2 separate regions of the Mus musculus genome follow, and region 1 is linked to region 2. A link is a contact called in public Hi-C data. All regions are on one chromosome and are shown on one strand. The core of a region is the stretch at or near the end of the contact, and the rest is flanking DNA. Distances in the headings are between cores, read along the strand shown. Region 1 overlaps Gm31508 (predicted gene, 31508). Region 2 overlaps Eipr1 (EARP complex and GARP complex interacting protein 1).

Region 1 (6,807 bases), core at 3,637-6,136, 190 kb after region 2:
CATTTATTTATTTGGATTATAGACTAAAGCTTTGGCCTTTCAGTTCAGGAGAAAGGGCCAGGTAGCATGACTGCCTCTTGGCCAAGTAGAAAGTATGTTGCAATCCTTTGGGGTTACAGACTTCAGATTTGCTCCTGCCAGGGACTAGCTAAGATTCAGACCTCTAGTCCCTCTAATGTGCCAGTTCTCCATGGATATAAATCTGTTGACTCTCCCAACCCTGCAAGATGCACATTGGGCTCAGTGTGATAGAAAATGCAGAGCCTTTTGTTCAGAAGTTAAGAATTTCAGAATAGTAACAGCAGAGTCCTGGGCCAAACGTGAAGTCTACTGATCTCAGGGGCCTCTGTTCTGCCAATCCACAGAGCCAGCCTTGGCCCTCTGCCTACTTTGCTCAGGGTTTCTAGGGAGGTGTGATTCTCCCAGCATGTGTTCTAGGTAACACCTTACAGATGATGCTCTGGTTTGGGTTGCAAGCCTAAGCACTGAGCAAGACTCTAAAATATGGAACACTGCAGGAAAATTCCCCTAGACCATCTTCTGAAGGTATTTTTTTTTCTAGAATTATATGTCATTACTATGCATATTAGTTATTTTTCTTTTTGGTATAACCAAAGTTCCTGACAGAAGCAACGTAAGAGAGCAGAAGGGTTGTATTGACTCACAGTTGGAGGGGTTCAGCCCATCACCATAGGGAAGGCATGGTGGAACAGCTCAGTTCCCAGCAGCAGAAGTTGGCAATGGAGGCAGTTCAAATCCCAGTAGATAGGAAATGAATATCGAAGTAGGAACTAAAGTTAAATCTATCACTGTCATGATCCTGCCTGTGTGACCTACTTCTGTAGGTCAGGTTACATGTCCTGGAGTTCTGTTACCACCAGCTGTGGACCAGGTATTCAAACACATGAGGCTGAGGAACTTATTTTACAAGGTATCATAACATGCTTATTGGTATTAGTATTTATAATATTGACTTCAGTGAGGTCATAAATTTTATTTCAAAAATGTTTTACTTACATAAACCTCCATGTCTTTTGCATATGGGAATCCCAGCAGTCTGAGGGGTAGCCTGGGCTTGAGGAGCAGTGGAAACCATGGCTGCCCTTGCTTGTCCTTGCTGTTCTGGCTTGCACCTCTGCTCATCTCTGCTTGGCTCAGTGGCAGCAGGATGCTGCTTGCTGCCAATCGTCACTCCTGCTTAGTGAGATAGCAAGGAATGGGCAGCCTTCCACTAGGCTTGCTAAGCCCCCCGGGAGCCCTCACTATGGGATATGGCTTCCATGGAACCTAAAGGTCTCTCTGTGGTAGAAAGGGGACAGGTAGACGGTGAGGCTGGAGAAGGATGACTGGGTTAGAGTGGAGGGCTTTCACCCAGGGAGGGACTCCTGGACAGACTGTGTGCTTGAAGGGCACAGTGCTCTTTAAAGGGGATTGCCTTTTTAAAATAAGGAGTTTATAGAGGATTCTGAGATAGAAACCCAATTCTTTCCTGAGTGCCATATAACATTGAAGGGTAGGACTCCTGGCTGACGTGGCAGCTAAGGCTTCCACTATTGAATAGTCAAAGACGTTTTAGAGACACACACTTACTGATGAGTATATTTAATAAGTGCCTGGCATTGTTTTTGAAACCACTGCCGGAGCAAAGTCACACACATGGCTCCTGTTTCCAGAGGCTGAGTGATTAGCACTAACGCACACAAGACACCCATGAACCGTTCGATTCAGGACACAGTTGTTTGGCATGACCCGTTAGGTTGATTGAAACATTAGCTGTCCTCAAAGCTGCAAGGCAATGGAGATTGAATTGCTTTATTCCCTTTTTGTTGTATTTTCTATATAAACTATATCTTAGAAAAGATGAACAATATTCAGAATGCATTGGTTCAGCACGTAGCCCTTTCCTTCTGACACTATTGAGCTGTGTGAATGGGACCTACCTACAGCCAGGATAGAATCAGAGGTGAGGGTTTGCTCCTAACTATCAGGAACTGTTTTTTGTTGCTGTTGTTGTTGTTTGTTTGTTTTTTAAAATCACTTTAGGAGATAGAGAATCAGTAGAGCCTCCCAGCATGAAAAGTGTTTCTCCATGATGGTCTTTCTTGAATCATTCCTGACCTAGATATTCTGCAGACACCCACCTGGGTCTCCTGGCCACCTCTCGGCGGGACACTGTGCTTTCTCTGCTCTCTACAAGACAAACACCCGTCTTCCCTGCCGGCTCTTCACTGTACATAGTGTGGAGCTCCCTAGAGTTGAGTGAACACCTGGCAGCCTCATTGATTAACTATACAGAGCACAAAAGGGCAAGGCCTTCCTTCAATACTCTTCCCAAGGCCAGTTCTGCCTCCTTCAGCTTTTCTTTATGCTCTTTGTGGGGCGGCTCCTTACCCACCTGGAGCCTTTGCACTGCACAAAACCTGGCACAGGCAGGTGCTTCACAGATAGGAGTGGACACACACTGAGCTCCTATTGGGACAGCCCTGCAGGTGGGGTTTACTTTTGTTAATTCTTTGAGAATTTTGTAAATGCATGCAATGTATTTGATCATATTCACCTTTTTACCCTAACTTTCCCCAGATCCATCTCCCACTCTCTCCCAATTTCCCCCCTATATGGAGAGGAAGGCTTTATTTTGGTTTATAGTTCAAGGGTACAAGCTGATGTTGTGAAGGAAGTCATGGCGGCAGGGACTGGAAGCAGTAGATCACATGACATCCACAGTGAAGAAGCAGACAGAGATGACTGTTGATTCTTAGCTCACATTCTCCTTTTCCTTCAGTCTGGGACCCCAGGCCATGGAGTATGTGTAACATGCTGCCCATACTAAGCATAGGTATTCCCACCTCAGTTAACCCAGTCTATATATATCTTATATATATCTTAAAGACATGGTCAAAGGTTTCTCTCTGAAGTGATTCTAGATCTACCAAGTTGACAATCAGTATTAAACACCACTAGTTTACAGCATCTAGTTACAAAAGTAGGAAGGCTGAGTTAGCCAGGGATTAGATTCAAGAAAAGCATGGGGAAATTTATATTTTTAAAAAATGTGTTTAGTTGAAATAGAATTATACAGCTTCCCCTTTTCTTTTCCTCCCTCAAGTCTCTTCTAGATATCCTCCTCAAATCCCTCCCATGCCCTCCCACTCTCAAGATGATCGCCTCTTTCTCTCTGGTTATATTGTGTGTGTGTGTGTGTGTGTGTGTGTGTGTGTGTGTGTGTGTGCATATATACATCTGTGTACACACACACACGCACATTGATGCTTGTATGTATATGGTTTCAAGGCTGATCACTCTGTATTGAACAACCAATAAAAGCACTCATTGCTGGAAAGGCTAATTTTCATCCCAGCTGTCAAGAATTGCCCAATTGCCTACAGTTCTTTGCCTAGGGGTGGAACCCTGTGAAATTTTCTTCCTTTTACACTGATATGTCCATTAATACTGCTACTGATCCAGTCTTGTTTATATGGGTTTCTCCTCCTCCCTCTCCTCCTCTTCCTTCTCTTCCTCTCCTTTCCTCCTTTTCTCCTCCTCTGACCCACTGAATCCAGTGTGTGCTCCCTATATTCACATAGGTTTGAGGTCACCCACTGGAGAGTTGTGGACCTACCAGAAGATACACCCTTAAGGAAAACTGAGTCTGCCTTCCCAAGGAGCCATTAACTGCCAATAGCTCCATAGCTACAGGTGGGAGGTTGTGAGCTTGCAGACTGGCTTGTTCTTGTACAGGTCTTGTGCGGACAGCCACATGTGCTGTGAGTTCATGAGTCCTGTGGTATTTTTATGTCCAAAAAATACTGTTTCACCAGAGTCCTTTTTGATCTCTGGTTTTTAAGGTCTTTCTACTCCCTCTTCCTCCACAGTCCCTAAGTCTTAATTTGGTTTTGTTAATGTGTCTCCTATCTTTCTTTTAAATTTTGTTATGAAAAAATTTAAAATTTAAATGTACTTGAAGAGGCACAGACACCACAATTAACCAATCTAATCATTATCCTTACCTACAATTATCAATATGTTATCAGATTCTCCTATCTGCTTACCACTGTCAATAACGGACACCTGTTTCACCTGTAGATGCTTTTGTCTGTGTCTTTAAAACTAAAAGGTTTAAATGTGACTATGCTTCCATACCTAACAAGATTCATAGTGTATTGGCATTCTATCTACTCAGCTCTCATCTATCTATCTATCTATCTATCTATCTATCTATCTATCTATCCATCCATCTATCCTTTCCTTGGCTGTCCTTGGAGATTCCTGGAGATCATTCCACATGGGAGAGAACACACACTTGGCATGCTAGTGAGAGCTCATGAGAAGCAGGGTCCCAAGCCTGATGCCCATGAGCTGGCATTACTGTGCTGTGCTCACAAGGACTTCATTTAGATATGTTTATGGATTCTGGGTCCTTAAGTCATTATAGTGAGATAAAGTGCCTCTTGCCTGAAAGCAGAGAGGGCAAAGCAGGTGTTAAAATCTTTTCTAAGTTTGGGTATGGTGGTTCATGTCTATAATTCTAGCACTAGTAGGGCAAAGGCAGAGAGAGTGTGTTCAGAGCCTGCAGCCAGTCTGGGCTACATAGTGAGTTCCAACCCAGACTGGGCTGCAGAAAGATACCCTGTCTTGAAAACATTTCCAGCAATGGGGTCAATGGTTCTTTGACAAATAAAAGTCCTGAAGCCACAGCTTTTCAGCTCTGTGTGCACCTGTTTGCCTTGAGCTTGCCACTGTCAGCCAACATTTGAATTAGAGGCCTCAGCCTTCCATGTAAAGGCTCCATTTCAGTTTGAGGACTTTTGAGCAAGGCTCAGGGCCATCCTTTGTAATGTGTGCCAGTGTTTCCCAGCTCGAACTGAAGCATTACCATGGCAACAGAGAGCATGTGAAACCGACAGGTTCCAGAATGAACTGTTTGAGGCACACCAACGCAGAGCGCCGAGGGAGAGCTTTATTTTCTACATGATGGCACATCTGCTGTTAAGGAATGTTAACTCGGTATTTCTTTCTTCTCAAAAAGCATTGCTGGTGCAGGGCAGGGAGATGACCTGGAAGATGAGAAGAAAAAAGAAAACTACTCCAGTTCTTGGTGGGGTGTCCTGGCTGGACCTTGGTGGGTCCTGTCTGAGCTGGTGGCTCTGTGGCTCCCCCTGCAGGCAAGCCACTGTGCCCTTCTCTGATGGTGTTTGTAGAGTCTCTGTCCTGAGCTCTCTGTGGACAGGAGAGGAGACAGGAGGTGGGGTGGGTGGACAAAGGATAACATAGACTGGAATGCGGTGGCATAAGGGCTGTGCCACTGAGAACAGGAAGTACAATGGTCTGCCAGAGGCTGGGAGCAGCTCTTTACTGGAGATGAGAGCTGTGCTCAGGCTCAGGCAGAATTAAGGTGCAGGTGGGTGGGTGGGGGAGGGTGCAGTGAAGGGTGCAGAAGGTAAAGGGTAGGTGGAGGTGGGGAGGGTAGAGAGGTGGTGGAGGGGGCTGGGTTGGAGGTGGGTGGTGTGACTTGTAGGTCATGGTACAAGTGGGATAGAGAGTGTATGGAGATGTGTGAATGCACTGGTGAGGTGAAACCAGACGGGCTGAGGGAGGAGGTGAGTTGGGGTGGAACTGCGGTTAAACACATCAGGAATGCTTCAGCAAGCCAAAAAGCTTTTGCGCACAATGTATAGTGTGACTGGCTTTGCTGTCCAACACAGCACTGTGCACAGGCATGCTTGCTGTACAATACACAGCACCATGCACAGTCACTGTGTCCTCTACCATACAGTGTGGCAGGCTGTGCTGTACAATACACAGCACCAGGGGCAGGCAATGTCTCATTCACCATGCACTAGAGCTTGGCTACGGAGCGTGACTAGAGTGTTTCTAAGATGGAGAAACAGAATCAAATTCTTCAGGGTAGAAGCAGTAATTATATTGATGTTCATACATGCACGCGCATGCGCGCGCATACACACACACACACACACACGTACAACAGACTGAGGTTTCAGAGATACAGTACTAGACACCTTTGGGGTGGGCCCCTTGGTGCCTATGTGCACCATTGAGTTTAGAGTCCTGGGTCAAGGGCAGAGGCCCTGCTGCAGCATGACTGTCTATGAGAGGGCTCTAGCCAGCCAAGAACTTCTGTGTCTGACTGTCCTTGCTGCCTGTCTGTCCTGGTTCCTGTTCTCTCCTTGGTTTTATGGTGAGGGAGGTGTGTCTGCCTCCCTCTCTGAGTAAGTAAGGGCTTACTCTGCAGGGAGGTCCGACTCAGAGAACAGGGCAATGATGCCTCTTCCTGTGTAGGAAGTGGAACGGACCCAGACCCAGGCCAGCCCTTCCTCAGGCAGTTCCTCCTGTTTCTACCCACCTGCTACTAGGCATCTGTCCTTTGTTTCTTTGCCTCCTCTCTTTTCAAACAATGGTTTCTGTCTTGACCCCTCTCCTTCCTTTACCTATCAGCATCTTTTCTGCTTGCCTTCTCTTTCCTCTCTCTTCTGCACTCCATTAATCCTCCCTCCACACCCCACACAGCTTCAGGCTACACTTGGAGCGCATCTCTTTGAGGCCTTTTGCTGACATGTGCCACCCTGGTCATGCTATAGCCTCGGTTTCAGTTAAGATGTCACCAGCGCTCAGCCATTAACTGAGAAATTCAGGTGCTGAAATGGGTCCCTGTAGTAGGGACTGGTGCTTGCCAGGTAAGTATAAAATCTTGGGTTTGCTCTCTAGCCCCGTGTAAACAAGACATGGTGGCGCGAGCCTGGAAGAGGAGCAGAGAGAATCATATGTTCAAGGCCATTCTCCAGCTGCATA
Region 2 (6,139 bases), core at 190-2,689:
CAGCAGCAGGCCCAAGGCAACCGAGACAAGCCCCCAGACTGAAGCTAAGGTTGCCTAGGCTTTCTCCTCAGGCTCTTCTGCCTGTCACTCTGGACCCTTGTCTCAGCAGACAAAGTGGCGGGAGTAGAAGAGGCAATGCTGTGAAGCTAGGGAACCTCAGCAGCTGGACTTCAGGAAGAGTAAAGATGGGCTATGTCCTTAAAATTAACAGAGAACCCTGGCAGCTGGTCGGTAAATTAGAGGCTTTAAAGTCTGCAAACGACGACTTTCTGAGCTCCATCCATGGTTGCAGAAGGGCAAATGGCAGCAGATATGAGTGAGGGTGGCCAGCATACATCTCCTGCCTTATGCTTGGGCAAGATCGTCCTACATGAGGACTAGCATGAATTTTTCAGCAGAGGAAGGTGAAATGTCAGGAAGAGCGTAGATCATGTCAGCACTACATCCTCGGGAAATTAGAACCACAGGAGCTGACAGCACGAGGCACAGATGAAATACTGACTGTGTTCAGTGCTCCTGCTGGGGCCTCCTGGGCTGGTGGAGAGGGATTGTATGCACCAGGGATAGGCAGCATGCCCTCCTAGGAGCTGTGGCTAGGGACCGCTCAGGCTCTTGCTGTGGCACCTGATAATTGAGACCCTAGGGTTTTACATGCTAGCAAGGTCTGCCTTTTTCTCATCTCCTCATCCCACCAAGAGCACATTATCTCCCATTTCCTTCCAAGGCCCTGGCTTGACCCCCTTGGCACTCACCTGAAATCAAGGCACACACCAGATCAGTGTGATCAAGCCTAAGTCCTTGGTGCACATCAGAGGTGGTGAAAGAGGGAGGCAAATATAAGGTTTACTCTGGCTTGTTGGCTCTCTGTACCCCAGGCAGGGGGTTGGCCCTCCCTCAGATGGCTCATCTACAGTGGGCTTGTGTAGACCCCAGGCTCTGGCTTGCAAGGACCACACCATCCCTCCCTCTATAACCTTACCTCTGGCCCCTTCCTTCCGTCACCTCCCTCCATAGAGCTCCAAAGTTCTCAGGCTCATATTGTACGGATTATTGCTGAAAGCGAAAAGTATATTCAACATCAGGCTTTTGTAAGATCCCCAAATTGGCGTTCTATAAAATTGTGGTGAGGCTGACAGCAGCCAGACTGACTGAGACTCTCTTCATAGCATTTCACAAGGGGAGGAGCTGGGTCATAGGGCCTGTATCCCTTGCTGTGGACCCTCAGAGCCTCCCTTCTACCTCACTTTTGGCTATTAAGGCTGTCCTACTTTCTGTTCATTGTGCTATGGGTACAGCCACGTTGGAACAGCTGTTGGCCAACCAGTGTGAAGTCCTGGCCTCCCTTGAAATTGTGTGGGGAAGGCAGGCAGTAGACAGCTAGCTGTTCACCAGAGTAACCTTGGTGCAGGGGCATGGTGGTGTGCCAAGGCCCGGGAATCCCCCTAGTGGCTATCACGATGAGTACAGAAGGCTTCCAGGGAGTGCCAGTGGGAAGGTGGGTGGTGTGGTAAAGCTGATGCTGAATTTGGAGCAGCAGCTTGAAGCTGTGTAGCCTGCAGGTCACCTTGTCATGCATGTGAAGTTCACTGTGTGACTGGCTTGGAAGACAGTCTTCTACAAACAACTCAGGAGGAAGAGTCGACAATCTAGTTTCAAATTCTGTTTTCTGTTTTTAAAATCAGCACTCTGTCTGCTTTAGGGTGGCATGTGTGTGCTTTGCCACCAGTGTAGAAGTCGGCAAGCAGGGCTTGGGATCTTTCTCCTAGGTACTGCCAGGGATGCCCTCATCGCGCTAGAGCTAGGAGTTCAGGAAGTGATTTCTCTTGCTGTGTACTGAGAGGCTTTCAAATGGCTTGGAAACCTCAGGCCGCCCAGGGAGTATTCTGTATGCAGTGTCTTGAGTTCATTGCGCTCTGGAGAGTTTGCTACAGTGTGTGCAGGCTCAGGAGCCCCATTAAAAAGTCTCCTACATTCTGCCTCACTGCGTCTGGCAGCTCCCTCTACCCAAGTCTTCCTGTGGTCCTGTCACGTCCTAATTAATGCGCAGCCCCACCTCCTGGCCTCTTGACCCATTTGTTCCCATTCCCTTGTGTTCTAATGAAAACACCTGCCACAGCTGAGGCCCAGGGTAATATAAATGGTGGAATCAAACATCGGGGGATACATGATTAGTCCTCCCTTGACTCTGTGACTGTTTCTATATTGCACCTTTCAGTTTGTCACCTGAGCCAACATTTAGTCAGTCTGAATTGGGAGGAAGAATTTTGATCTAACTGTTAGACCAGTGTTGCAAGACCAGGTGTATCTTCTCAAAGTTGTTTTGTTTCTAACACAGTTCTGGTCTGTTAGGCAGGTGATAGTCCTGGCCCCTTTTCAGTTCCCAACAATTACCCTCCACTTGCTGATCAGCCTGACCTCCCTGGAAGGAGGGAAAGGGTCTCAGGTTTCACAGCCTGGATTGGGAGGTCCCAGCATTCATACAGATCCCGTGGCTTGTTCATGGGTGAAGCTCTGTGCTTGTTAATGAGAGGAGGATGGGAAAAGAGATGGGTGTCTGTTGTCATATACCTTATCTCATGGAAACTGAGTCTCAAACTCCAGAGGGTTCATAGGCACCTCAGGGCTCCCTAGACTATCCTAAGCAGACTTGGTGGCCCTAGCCTCCTAAATGAGAGCAGGCCTCAGTGTTTTTCCTCTTCCTAAGACAGACTTATTTCTTTTTCTTCTTCCTTCCTTCGTTACTTCCTTCCTTCCTCCTTCCCTCCCTCCCCTCCCTCCTTACTTCCCTCTCCTCCCACCTTCCTTCCTTCCTTCCTTCCTTCCTTTCTTTTTTTTTTTTTTGGTGGAAATTGGTAATGGCAAGAAAGAATTTGGATGGGATCACTGGAGCCCATTCAGTGTGATTTCTAGGGGCTAGTTAGAAAATGGCATGTAAGAGTGTCTGGGGGTGGGAACAGAGACATGCAAGGCCTCGGGGTCAGAGGGAGAGGGGGAGGGGGAGGGGAGCGGGAGAGGGAAAGGGGAGAGACCGTCCTATGAGGCTCTCAAGCCCTTTTAGGAACGAATTATAACAAAGCCTATGAGAGTGAGTGAGTGTACATTGATTCAGGGGGTGGCAGGTGGTAGGTGCCTATGTAGGGAGGCCTGATGAGGATCAGAGGTTGGCCACACACTGCCTATGGGTAGTAAGAAATGCACCTGCTGGGGGAAAGCCGTTGTTTTAACAGACCTTTGGTGTCCTAAAAAGACAGTGGTAACCCAGGGCTTATGGGAACATTGAAAGGTAAAAAGCTTTGGTTGAGGTTTCACATGGTTGAACTGCAAATGGCAGGAATTTGCTGTGCTTCTGACCTGAAATAGAGGGGACCTAGTTCTTACAGTCTTCGTGCAATGATCTGGCCAGATCCACCAGTTCACTGGCCCTGTGCCCTACTGCCTGGCTTATTGAGTATCGTGTGGCTTCGAAGTTATGTTGAAGAGTGTGTTGGAAACTGAGTGGTCTGAACTATTCATTGTGTTTGTCGTCCTAGGCTCTGGATGCTTTGGCAGTTGGTCTAGATTGCTGGACGCAGATTGGTGGTGCTGAGCCTAGAACAGTCTTTTGTTTCTATTGCCCGGGCCATTCCTCTACCTGTGCTGTTAGGATGAATACTGCTAGGTTGGGATGACATGTTATGGATGGATAAGATTGCCTGTCCTTCATGATTTGATCACATCTAAGAAGTAGTACCAGAATAGTACATGGCTGTGTATTCAGGTGTGCGTGTGCACCTGTGAGCATGTGTCTCATATGTATGTATGTATGTATGTATGTATGTAATGTATGCATGTATCCCCTGGGTAGAGCCCCACTGACGTGCCAGTGCTCTGGGTGGATGCTCACAGTATCTTTCGGTGTTTTCGCTGCAGTGACAGAGCTGAGGCACAGCTGTAGTGGATAAATAGTTGCTACCAGCTGCATTGAGAAGTGTTTGCTGTACCTGGACAAGCAGGGGAACCTATGTTTTCCATGTAGCAAGGTTAACTGAAGTTGGTTGGACCTAGTAATGTAGTAGGCACAAGTATCCCACACCTACCTCAGATACAGAAGGGACTGCACCCTTCAGTCGTTGTTGGGGGCTGGGCACTGAGATTTCTCAGACACCTACTGTTCACTGAGCTCCGCTGTGCTGCCTCATAGTAAGTGTGTGACATGAACAGTGCTGTCTCATTCTCATGTGGTTGAGAAGCCTGACTCCATGTGGAGCTGACATCTAAGCGCTAAGTCTTCTCCTGCAGCATGTTAAGAGGGTCACACAGCCCCCTTCCCAGCCCTGCTCTCACTCATTAGCTCACATGTCCTGGACACGGGCAGGCACAGAGTAGAGGTTAGGATGCACACAGGCCTCAGGGCAGTTGTGGCTGACTGTCAGGCTGTGAAGCAGGGCTTCTCTGTGTTCCAGTCCACGCTGGCCTCTGATGTTAGTATAGGAGGCTGGCTCCGATCTACATACGACCTTTTCTTCCCAGTGTGTTCTGTTCAGTGCTGCCCTTTACCAGTGCATCCCAAGTCTACCTGGAGTCGCGCTCTGTCCATTGACCTCTTTCCTTCTGGACCATCCGATGGTCCTGGTAGTGTGGGAGAAACATGTGGAGGGCGGGGGTGATGCAAGGATGTTGCTGGGTTAGCCTTCGGCAGACATGTCAGTCCACAGTGCTGGGGTATGATGACTCCTCAGAGGACGCTCTTCGGGGGCGTGAAGGGAATGTAGAGGGCCCCCGGGAAAGGCAGTGACGTGTTATGTGGGAGAGGAGTGTGGCTCCTTTGAGCTGGAAAGCCAGCCGGTGCTTCAGGTGGACATTTGGTATGACTGGTTTAAAATAACTCGTTTAAACAAGACAGTAAACAAATGTGGAAACTCAGCTTATTTTATTCCAACTAATAATTTTGTCTTCTAGATCAAGCCAATAATGTGATGTCTATTTTGTACTTTGGTTTTTTTGTGGGGGGGTGTGGCAAAATATTCCCTTCTCTGTCTTAAACGTTAAGATTTTCTGAGTACTAGAATCTATTACATTGGCATTGTTTTCTTCTGCTCAATGCTCTGTGGAGGGACTGAGGGCTCTTGCCTGGCTGTTTCCAATTCATTACAGGACTGCTAGAATCAGAGAAAGTACAAGTGTTAGTCATCTTTGGATTTGGGTGACAATTCTAACCTGAGGCTCAATACTCTGGGGGACATTTCTTAGCCTCTGTAAGAAACACATATATACAGAAAGCTTTATATACAGAAAGCGTAGGAAGTAGAAGGATATGAGTCAGGGTTAGGCTGCTGTCCCTCACAGACTGCTCAATGAAGTAGATCCAGAAGGCACCGGATTCTTATGTTTACTATAAGTTAAAGAGATGAACCTTTAACAGAAACGTACAAGTAACCATCTGCTTGCTGGACGGGTCTTGCTCACAGGCATCCTGTGGACCCTATGTGCTGGCTTCATCTCGATCGGAATACTTCCCAGGTAGTTCTACATACTGGCAGAGTGGCCTTTCCCAGTGTTGCTAGCACATAGCTGGAAGGGACAAGTCTTGATGTAAGGCATCCTTTCAAAGTCCAGGAGTGGGGCTGCAGGACAATATGAGCTTCAAGGCCCAAGTGTAGCCCACGGTCACCTCTGGGTCAGCAGGAGAGCACTGGGTGGTATTGCCTGAGGGCACGTGGCTCTGTCTAGCTTTATTGTATTCGGTAAACAGTTGTGTCTTTGATGATAACTCCTGTTCTAGAAGAATCAGGATCTACAGATTTGTTACACAGATTACAGAAAGAACACAGGCAAGATCCTGGACCACTCTTTTACGGACTCATTGTATCACTCTATGTGTATTTTATGTTTGTTTCTTACTAAAGATGAATAGATGGAAAATTCTGGTTGCTTTTAAAACCATTATCTTAGGAGCCATGCATTGCATTTAGACAAAGGATTTTTGAAATATCTGGCATCACTTTTGAAATGTGGTTCGATCTACATCATAATGCATTCAGCACCTAGCACATCCTAGATGACTTTTGAAGCAGACAGCATAGGAGCTATAGATATTCTGTGCCCAGCACACGGGTACACAAGAAGCATTCAGGTATGTAATGAACTTTTAAATAGTCAT

What was found. A called contact is a pair of places that touch in the nucleus more often than the background predicts.
Region 1: a Hi-C map of cerebral cortex shows a contact between it and region 2, with 2.5 times the contacts expected there. The contact joins two enhancer-like sites. A contact is called at or near these places in 5 of 484 Hi-C or Micro-C datasets (cerebral cortex, embryonic stem cells, nephron progenitors and 2 more) and 1 of 115 datasets of contacts at active chromatin or transcription factors (neural progenitor cells).

Annotation. Positions count from the first base shown.
Region 1 is chr12:28,969,790-28,976,596 of GRCm38.p6, forward strand. The region is part of intron 1 of Gm31508 (predicted gene, 31508); the gene reads left to right. Among named protein-coding and RNA genes, the nearest start is that of Gm31508, 63 kb to the left of the region's middle. Within about 2 kb of position 4,887, at least 54 of the 459 cell types and tissues checked have an H3K27ac peak or open chromatin away from gene starts, as enhancers often do. A contact at or near this core is called in cerebral cortex, where this site is marked.
Region 2 is chr12:28,783,087-28,789,225 of GRCm38.p6, forward strand. All of the region lies in intron 3 of Eipr1 (EARP complex and GARP complex interacting protein 1), which reads left to right. Among named protein-coding and RNA genes, the nearest start is that of Gm46345, 19 kb to the left of the region's middle. Within about 2 kb of position 1,440, at least 61 of the 459 cell types and tissues checked have an H3K27ac peak or open chromatin away from gene starts, as enhancers often do. A contact at or near this core is called in cerebral cortex, where this site is marked.